Linked DNA regions of Zea mays: regions 1 and 3 are each linked to region 2. A link is a contact called in public Hi-C data. All regions are on one chromosome and are shown on one strand. Each heading gives the region's core, a stretch centred on a gene start, on an enhancer-like site or on the middle of the called end of the contact. The rest is flanking DNA. Distances are from core to core; before and after follow the strand shown. Region 1 has its middle 7.4 kb from the start of LOC103637949. Region 2 holds the start of LOC100216688. Region 3 holds the start of LOC103637951 (SAUR-like auxin-responsive protein family).

Region 1 (4,747 bases), core at 1,029-3,528, 160 kb before region 2:
GACCAATCTTACCGCATTTGAAGCATGAGCGCTTCCCCTTGGCTTTGGTCTTGCTTGGCTGTCCCTTGCGACCCTTAAGCGCCGTCTTGAAACGCTTGATGATGAGGGCCATCTCTTCATCATTGAGCCCTGCCGCCTCAACTTGCGCCACCTTGCTAGGTAACGCCTCCTTGCTTCTCGTTGCCTTGAGAGCAACGGGTTGAGGCTCATTGATTGGACCATTCAGTGCGTCGTCCACGTACCTCGCCTCCTTGATCATCATTCGCCCGCTTACGAATTTTCCAAGGACTTCTTCGGGCGACATTTTGGTGTACCTGGGATTCTCACAAATATTATTCACCAAATGAGGATCAAGAACGGTAAAGGACCTTAGCAATAGTCGGACGACGTCGTGGTCCGTCCATCGCGTGCTTCCGTAGCTCCTTATTTTGTTGATAAGGGTCTTGAGCCGGTTGTATGTTTGGGTTGGCTCCTCGCCCCTTATCATTGCAAATCTTCCGAGCTCGCCTTCTACCAACTCCATCTTGGTGAGCAAGGTGACGTCATTCCCCTCATGAGAGATCTTGAGGGTGTCCCAGATTTGCTTGGCATTGTCCAAGCCGCTCACCTTATGGTACTCGTCCCTGCACAAGGAGGCTAACAACACAGTAGTAGCTTGTGCATTTCTATGAATCTGTTCATTAATAAAAATAGGACTATCCGAGCTATCAAACTTCATTCCATTCTCAACAATCTCCCATATGCTTGGATGGAGAGAGAACAAATGACTACACATTTTGTGACTCCAAAATCCGTAGTCCTCCCCATCAAAGTGTGGAGGCTTGCCGAGAGGAATGGAAAGTAAATGTGAATTTGAACTTTGAGGAATACGCGAATAATCGAAAGAAAAGTTTGAGTTAACCGTCTTTCGTTTGTCGTAGTCGTGGTCGTCGTTGTCCTTATGGGAAGAAGTGGACTCATCACTGTCGTCATAGTAGACGATCTCCTTGATGCGTCTCGTCTTCTTCTTCCTTCCATCTTTGTGTCTATGGCCCGAGCTCGAGTCGGTAGGCTTATCATCCTTAGGCTCGTTGACGAAGGACTCCTCTTTGTCGTTGATCACAATTCCCTTCCCCTTAGGATCCATCTCTTCGGGCGATTAGTCCCTTGTGAAGAGAACGGCTTTGATACCAATTAAGAGCACCTAGAGGGGGGGTGAATAGGTGATCCTGTGAAACTTAAACTTAAAGCCACAAAAACTTGATTAACGTTAGTACAATAATTGCCAAGTGGCTAGAGAGGAGTCTCAACAAAACACAATAACCACAAGAGATCAATCACAGAGATGGCACAGTGGTTTATCCCGTGGTTTGGCCAAGACCAACGCTTGCCTACTCCACGTTCGCTTTGAAGGGACCCAAAAGAAAAGTTTGAAGTATCAAAGTTAGAACCTAGAAGGGACCCAAAAGAGCTAAGTTCGCTTTGATCTTTAGGTTAGGTCATTCTTATGTTTGGATATGTTCTATGTGACCTTTGTAGGGTGTTAAAGCTCATGGACAACTTTAGAGATCAAGTTGTGTCAACTTGGTGTTTCAGACTCCAGCACCAACCTCAAATAGGCTAAAAAAGGGAAATCGATGAAAAATGTTAATTATGCAAGGTTTGAGTGCTTAATACTTTGGTTTGGCTACTAAGTCTGGCTCCAGCAAGGACCCCTAAAGGCTCCTCTACCCTAAATATAGAGGATCAAACGGTCTTCTATGCTCTTTAGCAGCGTCATCTAAACGGTCCTCTAAATTTAGAGGACGCAGCTGAATTCTCTGTATATAGTGTTTCTCTAAACGGTCATCTATCCATTTAAATACTTTAAATAACCAGTTTAGTAAAAATAAAATATGTATAATACATTTGAGAGTATGACAAATACATATGTAAAAAAATAAAAAATAAAAAATAAAAATATCTCTAATATAAGTATTTACGTATAGAGGACATGATTTAAAAGACGTTGTTGGAGAGGAATGATATATAGAGATGAATTTTTTTTAGAGAAGAATGTAAAAAAAACGAATATAAATGATGTATATAGAGGACGTTGCTGGAGACAACCTAACTTATTTATGTAAGAAAATTGCATTATGAGATGCGTTGCGGCGCGGGCTAGACAGGCGACAGCCATGCGCTTTTTGGTTCGTCAGCGTTTCGGCCGGCCCTGACACGAGGGAGTGCCCGGTGCCACCTCGCTTTCTCTAGAACCCTCGTGCCGCCGGGCCGAGTGCGGTCCCGGTCAATCCACTATTCGAATCTCAACAAGTGACCAAATGCGGAGGCCGCCGAGCGAACTCTCCGGAGGCCGTGGCCGGTGGGGGTCCAACGAAAATATCATCGTCCTTGTCGGCCGATTCGTGTCAGTCGCGTCAAGCCCGGCTGCCCGGGAAAGCACGTAAACCAGGAGATTGTTTTCTTCACAACGCTGCCTACCGGCGTCAGAGCAGAGGCCCCGGCCCGGCGAAAGGTGGTTCGCGTAGGCTAGTCGTGGTCTGCCTGCAAAAGGCCCTTTTATCGTTTCCGGCACAGTTGCTCTCCTCTCCTCCCTCCATCGACTTGCCGCCGGCTTTGCCCAAACGAGGATCGTTCCAGAAAAAGGTTCGCATCATCCACAGGACAACTGTTAATAGTAGATCATACCACTGGTACTCTATGATTTGATTCCAATGATGTCGATGGGCAATGTATTCTCGTGCATGCATGATGCGTGTCCTACTCTACCCCCCCTGTCCCGCCGTCTGCCGACGCGCGCCTGTTCAATGTACCTCGATCTACATACACTTCTTTCTTGCAACTTAATTAGAATAATAATAATAATAGGAACCGGATATGACCCTGTAGAGTATTATCGATCTAAACTTAATAACGTACATTTGATCAAACTATTCCAACCAATCCATTTGATGGTTCAGCTAATGGGTTTAAATTCTGAATATTTATTTGGTATCCATACACTAGACTACACACAAAGAATTGTACTTAAAGATTAAGTTAAAGCAATAATAAGTCTTAAATTTTAAAAATTAAGTTTAAAAATGTCCGCAAACTATAATATAAAATAGAAATAGATGGAAAGCCATACGGTAATTTATAAAAAATGTAGATTAGGCATGAAAGGTAGGTTTAACCGTCTCGTCATTTTTATAAGCCTATATCCAGCAATCTAGCATCTAGTATTTAAGTGTGAGTTTATACTATATTTAAGTATAAGTTATGTCAGAACTAATCTTTACTATATTTAAGTGTGAGTTTCGTCGTGCGCCCTCGCACTCACTGGGGGGGCCTCGTAGGTCATGAGTGTTATGTGCCTCGAGGTCCTCGTAGGTCATGAGTGGGAAGTGGGCCAGCACTTCGTTGTGGCTCGGTGTCAGGCATGGTTAAATGCGCTCAACTATTTATGGCGAGTCAGTCTGGGGCCAAGCGCGGGATCCACTCGAGTGGTTTCCTTCTGACATGCCCGACCTCCCCTATCAGGTTCTGCCATGCCCGATCCCAGGCTCGGTACCGCGGGGTTCGACTCGGGGTGGGCTCTTTCAGAGTTAACGTATCTGCCACTCCCAACAGACTAATGTGCCCCAGCGATCAAGGGCTCTTCCCTCATCGCACTGTCTGACTGGCAGGTCCCAGGGACCGGGGGTCATTGCCCCGACACAATACGACTGAATAAAACGGCCCAAAGGGTGACACAACAAGTATCGCCTGTTCATCCAATGATGTTGTGGTACTTTCCACCAGCCTATTCATCGCAGACATATTTTACTGTTCAAGCATGGGGTAGTGCGGTGATGAACTCGTATTACATGTATCATCCCTTTGCTTATTCGGGCTGGGGGTACCACAATTTTGTACTTATTGAACCATTGATCAAGTAGTCATGGCCGAGAAAGATGCAATCCTAAATAGCCTTTATGCATTAAAACTCTATTGAATAATCGCCCTATTAGATTGAAAAGTCGGTGACTTGCATCAGGATTAGTTCTCGAAGGGTGCTAATAGTGATTATGCTTTTGGTTTGACAAGCTCCGCCAAAAGGAGGGGGCATGTGTTGAGCACAATTTTGGCCTACAGGACAGTCTGCGGTGGCAGCACTGACGGTATGCGCGTGAACATAATCAGTTAGGGTTGTAGATTTCTTGCGTGATTTGTTAGCAAAATCTATAGAATTTGTTTAGCAGTCGACTTGTAACAGGTCCAGACATCCCCTTTATGTAAATGAAGGGGTACGTCCGATTGGACCCCCATAATTGATCCTATGAAACTTATTTATCATATTAACCTTATTTGCACTTTTCTTTCCATTCCTTAGGAGTAGAAATAATCTAGTCTTAGTTTAGCCCTAGTATTAGTCTTCTCCAACCCATTTCTTCACCTCTTTTCGGCCCAACTTCGTTTAGAGGCATCTTGAGTGGTCTGTCGACCCAAGACAACACTTGGATCTCTCCTCCATGATGGGATCCATCCAGTGAGGCGAGATTCAGGTTCTTTGTGGAAAAGAAGACCCTTTGCGCATGTGCAAACCGTCCAAGCCCCAGGCGTGAACCGTCCGGCAAACGCACAGGGAGAAGCTGCTCCTGTAACAAGGTCGCAGACCATCCAACCCAGGGTCGTGGACCGTCCGCTCTCCCGTAGAGTATTATCTAAAGATCTAATAATAAGAACCGGATATGACCCTGTAGAGTATTATCGATCTAAACTTACTAACGTACATGTGATCAAACTA
Region 2 (4,906 bases), core at 1,306-3,805:
TTTTCTAGTGGATATGGGTATGGCTTCGTGTGCCCACTGGGTACCTTACCCACTGCCATCCCTAGATCCATCAAAAACAACCACACCACGCTAAAAATTGCCCTCAAGACTCAGGCAGAGGGGCTGCCAGATAGGAGAGAAACTATGGCAACCCACCTCTAATAATACTTTGGGTGGGGTCACTGGTCAGCATGAATGAATTTCTTAATGTTGTGATTCATCTAATGTATTATTTCATTGTAAATATGAATTAAAACAAACATTCTGAGCCATCCGTACAGAAGGACCAAATTATTATTTCTTACGTATAAAACTAGCTGGAGTTGTCAATAATTTCGATTTTCATGAACATACTTATTATGCCTACTGCCTAGGTGCCACTACAACATCAGTTAGTTCATGCAGACTACAAACTGGTTTTGGAAACTTTCAAGACTAGTACTGAAAAATACTCAAAATTGAAATGTCTGTCTCCGTTATACAGAGATAGCAAAATTCAGGAGACAGTATAATAAGAGTTACTCTGTTCAAAGGATCTTGACTTACGTTTCTGTGAGCCCAAATGCAAGGTCAAGCATATCGTTTTCTTCATCTGCTGGATCTTCTAACTTGTTATAATATTTTACATCCTGGATAAGACAAAAAATTGTAGTTAGCAGTGAAACTAGAATATCAATGGCAACAATAACAAAACCCCAAGAAAATTAGGGCAGGTTAGACTGCTAGAGATGGAACCCAACATGAGCCACCAGCCCAAAAGAAAAAACATTGATAAAATAAAAAAAATTCATTACTAATAATAGTATATATTAATATAAATTTGAGAGTACATTACGATCATACCATTACTATTACATGACAAGTAGAACACGCAAGTGAGCCCTCACATGCTCCTGCAGTAGCCACAATAGCAGGGAAGGTTATCATGAACTACAGCTGAAAATCAGTTGATGGAACATAAAAAGGAATGATTACAATACCTAATGTACTGATGAAAAATGGTAAAACCACGGAACCAGGTAAATGAACAAGACTAGTTTGTTTTTATTTACAAAAAAGGTGCATATATTCTTATCACCAAGCATGAACTGACTATAGAACCATAAAGGCAAAAACCACAGTGGAAGGGAAGTGCACATTTCCTTAATATCTGTACCTTCAAGCTCTATGTCGTTTTCATGAGCAGCTTCTAACATGGACATTCCAACTGGAACACATATTGTCTTTTCTGAGCCATCCTTGTTGACAAATGTTACCGAGATTCTGTTCACAGTATGGAGAAAAATAACCTCAACAATCATCAGAGGACTGCTTCTACCCTAAATAATTATTGAAAGCTCAACACTAACAATTCAGTAAAACTGATGCATTTAGTGCCATCTATTCCTCTAGATGTGGAAGGAGCAGCTCCTTAAATGGAGAGACAACAATAACAAAAGAATTCCATGTTAGAAGGATCTGGGTAAGGTGGTACCTGGTTCCAAGCTAAAAAGACAACCAGGGAGTTCAAATTTTGTGATATATAAGACTATAAGAAAACAAGAGACAAATGCACTTACTTATCTTTTGCCTGACTACTTTCATCCTGATCACCACTTGTTGCAGTTGACAAAAGGGCATTCCGCTAAAAAGTATAACCAAAAATTAACACAAATAAACTTGAGAGATAAATCATCACTCCTGCGGTACAAAGGCTTTGCTTACAGTTCTCCAAAATTTTAAAAACTAACATGTTGAGGTAAAAGAATGCCGATCTTCTTTTGCAACAGCTATTTCAGGTTGTGAATGTATAGGTAGATTTATTGAATAGAAACCAAATGATGAAAATAATAGATATAGTCCAAATCAAAGTCGTTTTATGAAGCAAATCAATAGCTAGTAACATATTTAATATTAGCGGGAAAGAAGTGCAATTGGGGTCATGTTCAACTAAATAAATTCTACTACCAATCTTTATTTCTTACCATCGATAATACAGCAGGAGTCACCACTGGGATCGAATGCCGGTTAACATGATCTTGAAAGAAAATGCGTTGACTGTTTAGCAAGTTTCCTGCCAGATAAAAGTAGCAACGATCACCAACAGATAAGGAGACACTAAGCCTGCAGTGTTACAACATTAGCAACACATAAACTCAGGAGAATCCCAAAGCCAAAACGCAAGAAACATTAGTATCAACTGCAAGATAAACACAAGTTAGCAAAATTTCACCACAGCTGATGAGCAATAAGCCAATAACGAGTAGGCCACCAATCATAGAGGGAAATGAACTAAGAGGAAAGTAAAGATACCAACCAGCTCTTGTCTCGGCTCTAGACTCGCGCAGGAGCCGCGCCCCGAGCCGGGAAATCCTGGGGAACATCGCGTCAGCTGATCCTGCTCCCTACGAACCCTAGAACAGCTCACAAGACAACGAATCAGCGCAACAGCGTGCTAGGCGAGCAATCAGCAGGGCTCAGCTAGTCGGTGTCACAAAATGAGGTGTACTCAAGGGGAAGCTGGGAGACAGAACCGATCGCAAGCGGCGGGAATCAGCCGCGTGACCTCCTCTCCGCGACGAAGGGAATGACGAGGAAGGCGACGAGTTGGGGTGAGGCTGTGAGACGCCGTGCCGTAGATGGACTTTGGACACACAAGCCGCCGCCACCGCAGGAAATGGACCGCATGGCCCATTGAAGGAAATATGTGTATAACCCGAACAAAGCCCAGCCCATCAACGCCCAGGCTATAAGACCATCGGAGAAACCCGCCCTAATCTTCCCGTCCGCCGCCAGAGCGGGGAACACCTGCACCGCCTTCACCAGCACTTGCCGGAGAGGACGTGACCTCTCCCGCCGACAAATCGGTCCTCTTCGTCCGGGCGTTTATCAAGGTGAGCAGCGCTTTGTGCCCATATACTTTTCATCCTTTCTTCTTGCGCGTGTGCTTATCCATGGGTTTATCGGTCTGAGCTGTTGATAATTTTGTGTTGTGGGATCTGGTGTGCTGTTTTCTGTAATCCGTAGTGACCAGTTAGATATAGTTTTCATGGTTTCGTGCGAGCCTTGAGTTGTTTGATCGATGTACGACCCATTAGCTGTCCTCGCCGTATTCGGTTTATAGCACCCTTGTCGATGCTCGCTGGCATCACGCTAGGGAGGAAAACTACCGGACCCTCTTGCCAACCACACCTGAGACTTGATGCCCTCTCCTCCAAGCAGCAATATTGTGACTGACAAGTGTTTCTTAGTGACAACATCATCTCTTAGTCCTTCAAGCGTTGGTCTCCTGCTCTAATGCTAATGTTGAGTACCGGGCTATCGCTAATGAGGTGCTGAGGCGAGTTGGCTACGCTAGCTCCTCTAGGAGCTTCACTGTACCCTCTCCATGAGTACACTTGTCTACTGCGACAACGCCGGCATTGTCTGCCTCTCCATCAACCATGTCCAACACGAGCGCACGAAGCATGTTGAGATCGATCTTCACTCTATTCGTGAGTGTGTGGCTCTTGTGGTCTCGTGGACATTCGTGTTCATCATGTCATGACAAGCTTGCAGTTTGTCGACATCTTCATTAAAGGTCTTCTCTTGTTGTTCTCGGACTTTTGTCCAGTATAAACATCTATCGTGGCTAGAGGTTTTACTACGGGGGTGTTAAACTACTTGTATGTGTGTGTTATGAACCTAGAGCTCAGGCCATTAGGGGTAGAATATATGTAGTACATGTAATACTGCAGCCTATCTATCTATAAGGGTTTCTTTCTCTAACACTATCATGTAATTCTTGTTTGATCTCTCCCACTTAATGCATTTAAGATCATATGCAATTGTCAAGGTGCATTATTAGTGGCGTCCAACTTGGTCCCATGACCGAAACCGATGAGATCAACCCAACAGTATCTTGCCTTCCTTAACTTAGCTTTAAGCGAAAATTCATTCTTGCCTGCAGGTGATGCAATATGATTTGTGTTTGCCTTTGATTTTGCTGATTCCAGTTTCATTTGCTTTTACTTTTCTGATAGTATCATTACCTGGCATCATAGCAAGGTGCTGTTTAATATAAATTGGTTCATCACTTCATTGCCGTCGAGTATTCTAAAGCAATAATTTCTCAGTGAGACAATTGCATGTCCAATTTAATATGAAAATCGGTTTCTCTTTATGTTTGGTTGGATTTTGCCTTGTCAACTTAATTTGTACCTTCTCGTGGAGATGCATATTGATTCCTTTTGTATTCATTTCTAAATAAATGCTTGCAAACTTTGTTTGTTGGTTATCATCTTAGAATTTCGTGTTCCTTATTATTATGCTGTTTAGTGTTCACGTGCGTTGTCTTGTTTTACAGGAATAGGTATTCAAGTTTTGTATCACCAAGATGGTGCAGTACAATTTTAAGAAGATCACGGTTGTCCCTCCTGGGAAGGACTTCATTGACATAATCCTGTCCCGCACCCAAAGGCAGACACCGACAGTTGTCCACAAGGGATATGCTATCTCCCGCATTCGTCAGTTTTATATGCGCAAGGTTAGGTATTCCCAGCAGAACTTCTATGAAAAGCTCTCGACCATCATAGATGAGTTTCCTCGACTGGATGACATCCACCCTTTCTATGGTGATCTCCTCCATGTGCTCTACAACAAGGATCACTACAAGCTTGCCCTGGGTCAGATTAACACAGCTAGGAACATCATTGCAAAGATATCCAAGGACTACTTGAGGTTGCTCAAGTATGGAGACTCTCTTTACCGGTGCAAGTGTCTGAAGGTGGCTGCACTAGGTCGCATGTGCACTGTCGTTAAGAGGATCAGTCCTAGTTTGGCTTACTTAGAGCAGATCCGACAGCACATGGCTAGGCTTCCATCCATAGACCCAAACACCCGTACTGTGCTGATTTGTGGATATCCAAATGTGGGGAAGAGTTCTTTC
Region 3 (4,923 bases), core at 2,040-4,539, 200 kb before region 2:
CAGCAGAGCGGTGCACGTAGTCGAATCCCATGGCATCCAGTGCAGAGCGGTGCACGCAGTCGAACCCCATGGCCTCCGGCGTTTTGAGGATGGCAGCAGCCGCAGATCCCGGTCGGTGGGGAGGGGGAGCAGGGGCGACGGGAGGGGGAGCGTGTGGGGGCGGCGTTTGTGCGGCGCCTGTCGCGGTGGAGAGGCAGGTGGCACGGGGAACGAGCGGCGGGTGTTGATTGCCGCGAGACAGGGGACGCGAGGCAGGGGCAGGCGGGGGCATAGGGTGTGGACGCCCTCCTTAAGTTCTTAATAGGTGTAAAGATATTTGTTGGCCCCCACGTTCTTTCTTGACTCTAAGTTCCTGAGCTGTCACGAACTTAACTATTAAGTTTATCAAAAAAAAAGTCAACGATTATGTTCGTCGGTAAACCAACAAACTAAGTTTAAATTTGTCGGCTTATGTGATTAGGTTTGACAGTTTTTTCACCATGTGTTTTAAACCAGTTTTGTAGTGCTCACGGCAACCGAGATCGAGTACTACTTTTCTTGGACGCTGACATTTATATACTTAGTTTTATCTTTTTTTAGTTGGGAGTTAACTATCCTATCCAAGTACACTATAATATAATTGTTGCATGTTTCTTAGGATAATATTTTTTAGTATATTCGATATGTCTACAGATTGCTCGGTATCGAGGTCTATGATGTCGAGCTCGGTATCGATATCCATAGCCCGAGTTGTTGGCCATGTGGACCGCAAACCCAAACGCTATACTAAAAATATCACCACTATGAGTAGGGATGAAAAAAGACAAAAATGGACGGAAAACCCGAGTTTCGTTTCTGTTTCCGTATTTTATCATCGGAAGCAGTACCAGAACTTAAATAGATAGGAACTGAAACATTAGAGGGATAATCGGGTGTATGAAAACAAATGGAGACATGAATATTAAGCAGAAGCTAGTACTTTAATATAAACACACATGATATTGGTGACTAATTGGTGACAGACTGACAAGGCAACAACATGAAACAAATAGATACAGTGAGGCCACACTCTAATGTTGTTTGCTTGCTATTGGTGTACATATATAGCTACGACTGGTGTTATTTGAGCCTTTACGACACTTGTTATTGAGGAGAGTCGATGGCTACAATGACATCCAAGCTCTAATGGTATAATTTGTCACCTAAGGATCTGACTATATGAGGCTTTAGCTACTAGTGTATATTGAGTTAATCCTAGATTTATCAAATACGAGATAAATATGGGTTCGATCCGGCTCAAAACGTGATCATGCAAAAAAAACGATTTTCGTCCCGTTTTCGATTTTTTCGTAAATAGGAAAATATATGGGTCAAGTATGGAAAACTGTACGGATCAGAACAAGATTTACCCCTCCATTTTCAACCCTAGATATGAGTCACAGTAGGGCTGGAAAAATGGCTCGAGCTTGGTGAAGCTCGGCTCGGTGCGACGAGGCTCGCGAGCTCGCAACGAGCCGAGCCGATTTTCTAGGCTCGGAAATTTCTCGAGCCGAGATAGCTCGCGAGCCAGCTCAGCCAAAATGGTTGCCAGCCCGTGGGCTATAGCCCAATTCGGCAAGCCTAATGTCAACCGCCACATATGGACAATGCATGTCAAGTTCCATCGAGGTACAGGTGTTGTTGGTGCCTCTAGAATGTGAGGCATCTGGTAGCGAGCCACATCGAGCCGAGACGAGCCGGGCTCGTTTTACAGCCCTAAGTCATGGTGTCAAGATATTTTAACTTGCTACCATAATCTACTACACCAAACTTTAGATAGAAACATAAGATTAGTTCCCCAGAAACTCTATTTACAAGGCTAAGATTAGTTTCCACACAGACCAAAACGTTTTTTTTAAAGAACGAAATAAAAAACGGTCCCCACACTCTCCCGTTTGATTCCTCGTGGATTTGAAGAAGGTTAGATACTGCACAAAATCCAATACAAATTCTATTAACAGTTTATAGAGAGATCGTAAGCTTATGGTACAAAATCTAATATAAAAATTTAGAAACCATTTAGCTAATAACTAGATTCTAGAACGGTATTCTAAAAATAAGACACGAACCGAACATCGTCTCGGCCATGGCATCGTGATGACAGAGCGCCAAACGTGCATTTGCATAGTGACAAACAAACAACACCCATTACCCTTTCTTTACTCGTTAAAAGTACCGCCCTTGCCCTGCGTGACTAGTACGGAGGGTCGCATTCAACCGGAGATCTCCGAGCTTGTTATCGATCCTACGAAGATGATGCGTCTTGCTCTTCGTGCTTCTCGTTCCCATCTGCCAAAACGAAAAGGCAAGAAACGAATCAGATATATGGGCCGCGGACGACTCAGGCTAGGCCCAACCCAGGCGGCAGACTTGTACGGCCCAAGCCCAACTCCCTCTCAGAAAGGAAAGTTTCTCTCAGCCTGGGCCCTGGGCACACACGCCGCACGCGGGGCGGGGGCGGGCAACGTACCGTCGTCGACCAGGCCGTGGCGGTGGCGGTCCATGACGACGAGGATGTACTTGAACGCCTCCGTGTCGCAGGGGATGGTGACGGCGCCGCCGTGGTAGTCGAACTCGAACTCTTCCTCCGCCTTCTCAAGCAGGCGCCGGAACACGGGCATGCCCAGGTACGCCGTCGGCACCACGAACCGGCGCCGCTCCGCGCCCACGTACACGGGGCAGCACCCGCGGGGCACGTCCGCCGGCGCGTCGGGGGTCATCGGCGTCATCGGCGAGTCGCACGCCGCCGCGTCGGGGGGGCACCCCCGCCTGCGCTCCTCCACCAGCAGCACCCGCGACAGGAGCCGCCGGTCCTCGTCCTCGTCCTCCTCGTCCGCCGCACCATGCGGCGCCGCCGGCAGCATCTGGTTCCTGCTGCTGCTGCTGCTGCTGGCATTGTCTGCAGCGGCAGGCGTGGGGTCGCCGTTGCTGCTTTGGTCTGTCGTGGCGTTGGCGTCGTCTGGGTTGGCTCTGTCGCCGTCGTCGCTGGCGCTGGACCTCCTCTCGGCGGCAATCCTGGAGCTGGAGGACTGCCAGCGGTGGAGCATCTGCCGCAACCAAATGACCCGCTGGAGGCCGGCGGGGTCCTCCTCGTCGGCGCCGCCACCGCTACTCTCGTGTCCCATCGACGACGACATCGGCTAGATCTACCGTTTGAAGGCGGCCTGCCTCCCCGACTTGCAATTGCTAGGAGGCGCGCCAGCCACACGCATGCAAGTATGGAAAAGGTCACGTCGCGCGTCCCGTTTTGTCCTTCCGACGGTTTCGTTCTTGTCGCGCGCCAGCCACACTAAACAAAGCACGGCGTTGCCGCGCACCTGGGTGGAGTGCCTGCAATTGTGGAGCCATTTTTTTTTTCCAAATGAAACCTAGGCTGGGCAAGGTGAAAAAGAAAAGAACTGAAAGTAAATTTCTATATCTATATATTAAGCGTTGCTCTCTGTTGCGCCACGTCGTCATATTTTCATTTCGGTCGTACGATGCTGTTTCAACGGTCATGAAGGTGAGTCATCCAGGAGAACGGTTTGCTCTGGATAAGGCCGCCATCCGTTGGAGTCCTCCGGCGCCGCGAGCGCGAGATTCTAGACGCGGCGCTGGTTGTGGCCCGCGGGTTGCGCCACGGTCGTAACTATCCCCTCCAGCGGTGGTTGGATCTGCGCTACGGCGGCGGAAGGGGTCCCCTGGAGTTCGGAGATGCCCTTAGGCTATCCGCAATCGTTACCCCTAAATTTTTTCCCCTATATCACTTTTCCCCCCTATTTTTCCCCCTATTTTTTCATCTCCCGCAGCGGTTCCCCCTAAATACTCCCCTATACCCCACTACAACTATAAAATATCATTTTCTATATCAACTATCAATTTTTTATCTACTAACAATTACTCGTGGACCCACAGCACAGTGTTTAGGGTGATGAACAGTGACACGCTAGATCTGGGGGGAGAGAGAAGGGTGCCGACGTGTAGGGGGCGCTGTAGGGGGCACCGCTGCGGCCATAGGGTGCCCCCTACAGACGGCATGCAAGGGGAGGGGGAGTGCTAGCGGTGACCGCTGCGCACAGCCTTAGGCTGTACGCAACGCAGCCCTCTCAGCATCCCCCTCCCCTTGCGTAGGGGCTGTAGGGGGCACCCTACGGCCGCAGCGGTGCCCCCTACAGCGCTCCCTACGTGTCGGTCCCCTTCTCTCTCCCCCCAGATCTAGTGTGTCACTGTTCATCACCCTAAACACTGTGCTGTGGGTCCACGAGTAATTGTTAGTAGATAAAAAATTGATAATTGATATAGAAAATGATATTTTATAGTTGTAGTGGGGTATAGGGGAGTATTTAGGGGGAACCGCTGCGGGAGATGAAAAAATAGGGGGGGAAATAGAGGGAAAAAGTGATATAGGGGGAAAAGTTTAGGGGTAACGGTTGCGGATAGCCTTATGAAGCTTGCGGCATCAAGATCTGAGTTGGGTCGTCGCACGGGAGGAGATTTCACTGAGGCCTTGTTCGTTTGTGTCGGATTGGTTGGTCGGAACGATTCCTAGCCGGATTGTTTCTCTAATTTATATAAACTTTGATCAACTGGAACGATTCCGGGTGCAATCCGACGTAAACGAACAAGGCCTGAGTTGGGTCGTTGCTGCCGGAGTCGCTAAGGTGGCGCCTTTGAGCATTGTCGTCCGGATGTTCCTTCCCGGCAAGCGCTAAAGCTTCTGTAGATATTCTCAGAACCAGCGGCTGGCGCCATAATGTAAATCTGTGCCTTGGCCGGAGGTTTGGCACTGTTCGACGGAGCAAGTGACGATCTTGAGCTCTATCCGTCCTGCATAGCCCGAAAAAGCGCAATAAATGGAGGCCACACCCGAGGACACCACGACAGTACCTCATCGCCGCCGCACAGCCAAGAATGAGGTACATCGTA

Evidence for each region. Hi-C and Micro-C count contacts between places; a contact is called where the count stands out from the background.
Region 1: a contact with region 2 is called in a Hi-C map of leaf, with 2.5 times the contacts expected there. The contact joins the enhancer-like site here to the promoter of LOC100216688 in region 2. A contact is called at or near these places in 3 of 25 Hi-C or Micro-C datasets (bundle sheath, endosperm and leaf).
Region 3: a contact with region 2 is called in a Hi-C map of tassel, with 1.9 times the contacts expected there. The contact joins the promoter of LOC103637951 here to the promoter of LOC100216688 in region 2. A contact is called at or near these places in 2 of 25 Hi-C or Micro-C datasets (bundle sheath and tassel) and 1 of 3 datasets of contacts at active chromatin or transcription factors (leaf).

The regions. Positions count from the first base shown.
Region 1 is chr9:12,720,017-12,724,763 of Zm-B73-REFERENCE-NAM-5.0, reverse strand. No RefSeq gene overlaps it. Among protein-coding and RNA genes, the nearest start is that of LOC103637949, 7.4 kb to the right of the region's middle. Within about 2 kb of position 2,278, at least 18 of the 20 cell types and tissues checked have an H3K27ac peak or open chromatin away from gene starts, as enhancers often do. A contact at or near this core is called in bundle sheath, endosperm and leaf, where this site is marked.
Region 2 is chr9:12,564,457-12,569,362 of Zm-B73-REFERENCE-NAM-5.0, reverse strand. LOC100216688 reads right to left here and starts at 2,555. Exons shown (of 7, transcript NM_001358089.1): 1 at 2,297-2,555; 2 at 1,965-2,053; 3 at 1,560-1,624; 4 at 1,157-1,263; 5 at 844-893; 6 at 547-629. The coding sequence starts at 2,363. It overlaps LOC100273647, which reads left to right and starts at 2,763. Exons shown (of 3, transcript NM_001360285.1): 1 at 2,763-2,873; 2 at 4,325-4,906. The coding sequence starts at 4,355.
Region 3 is chr9:12,762,072-12,766,994 of Zm-B73-REFERENCE-NAM-5.0, reverse strand. It overlaps LOC103637951 (SAUR-like auxin-responsive protein family), which reads right to left and starts at 3,289. Exons shown (of 2, transcript XM_008660951.4): 1 at 2,489-3,289; 2 at 1,948-2,307. The coding sequence starts at 3,155. The coding sequence ends at 2,264.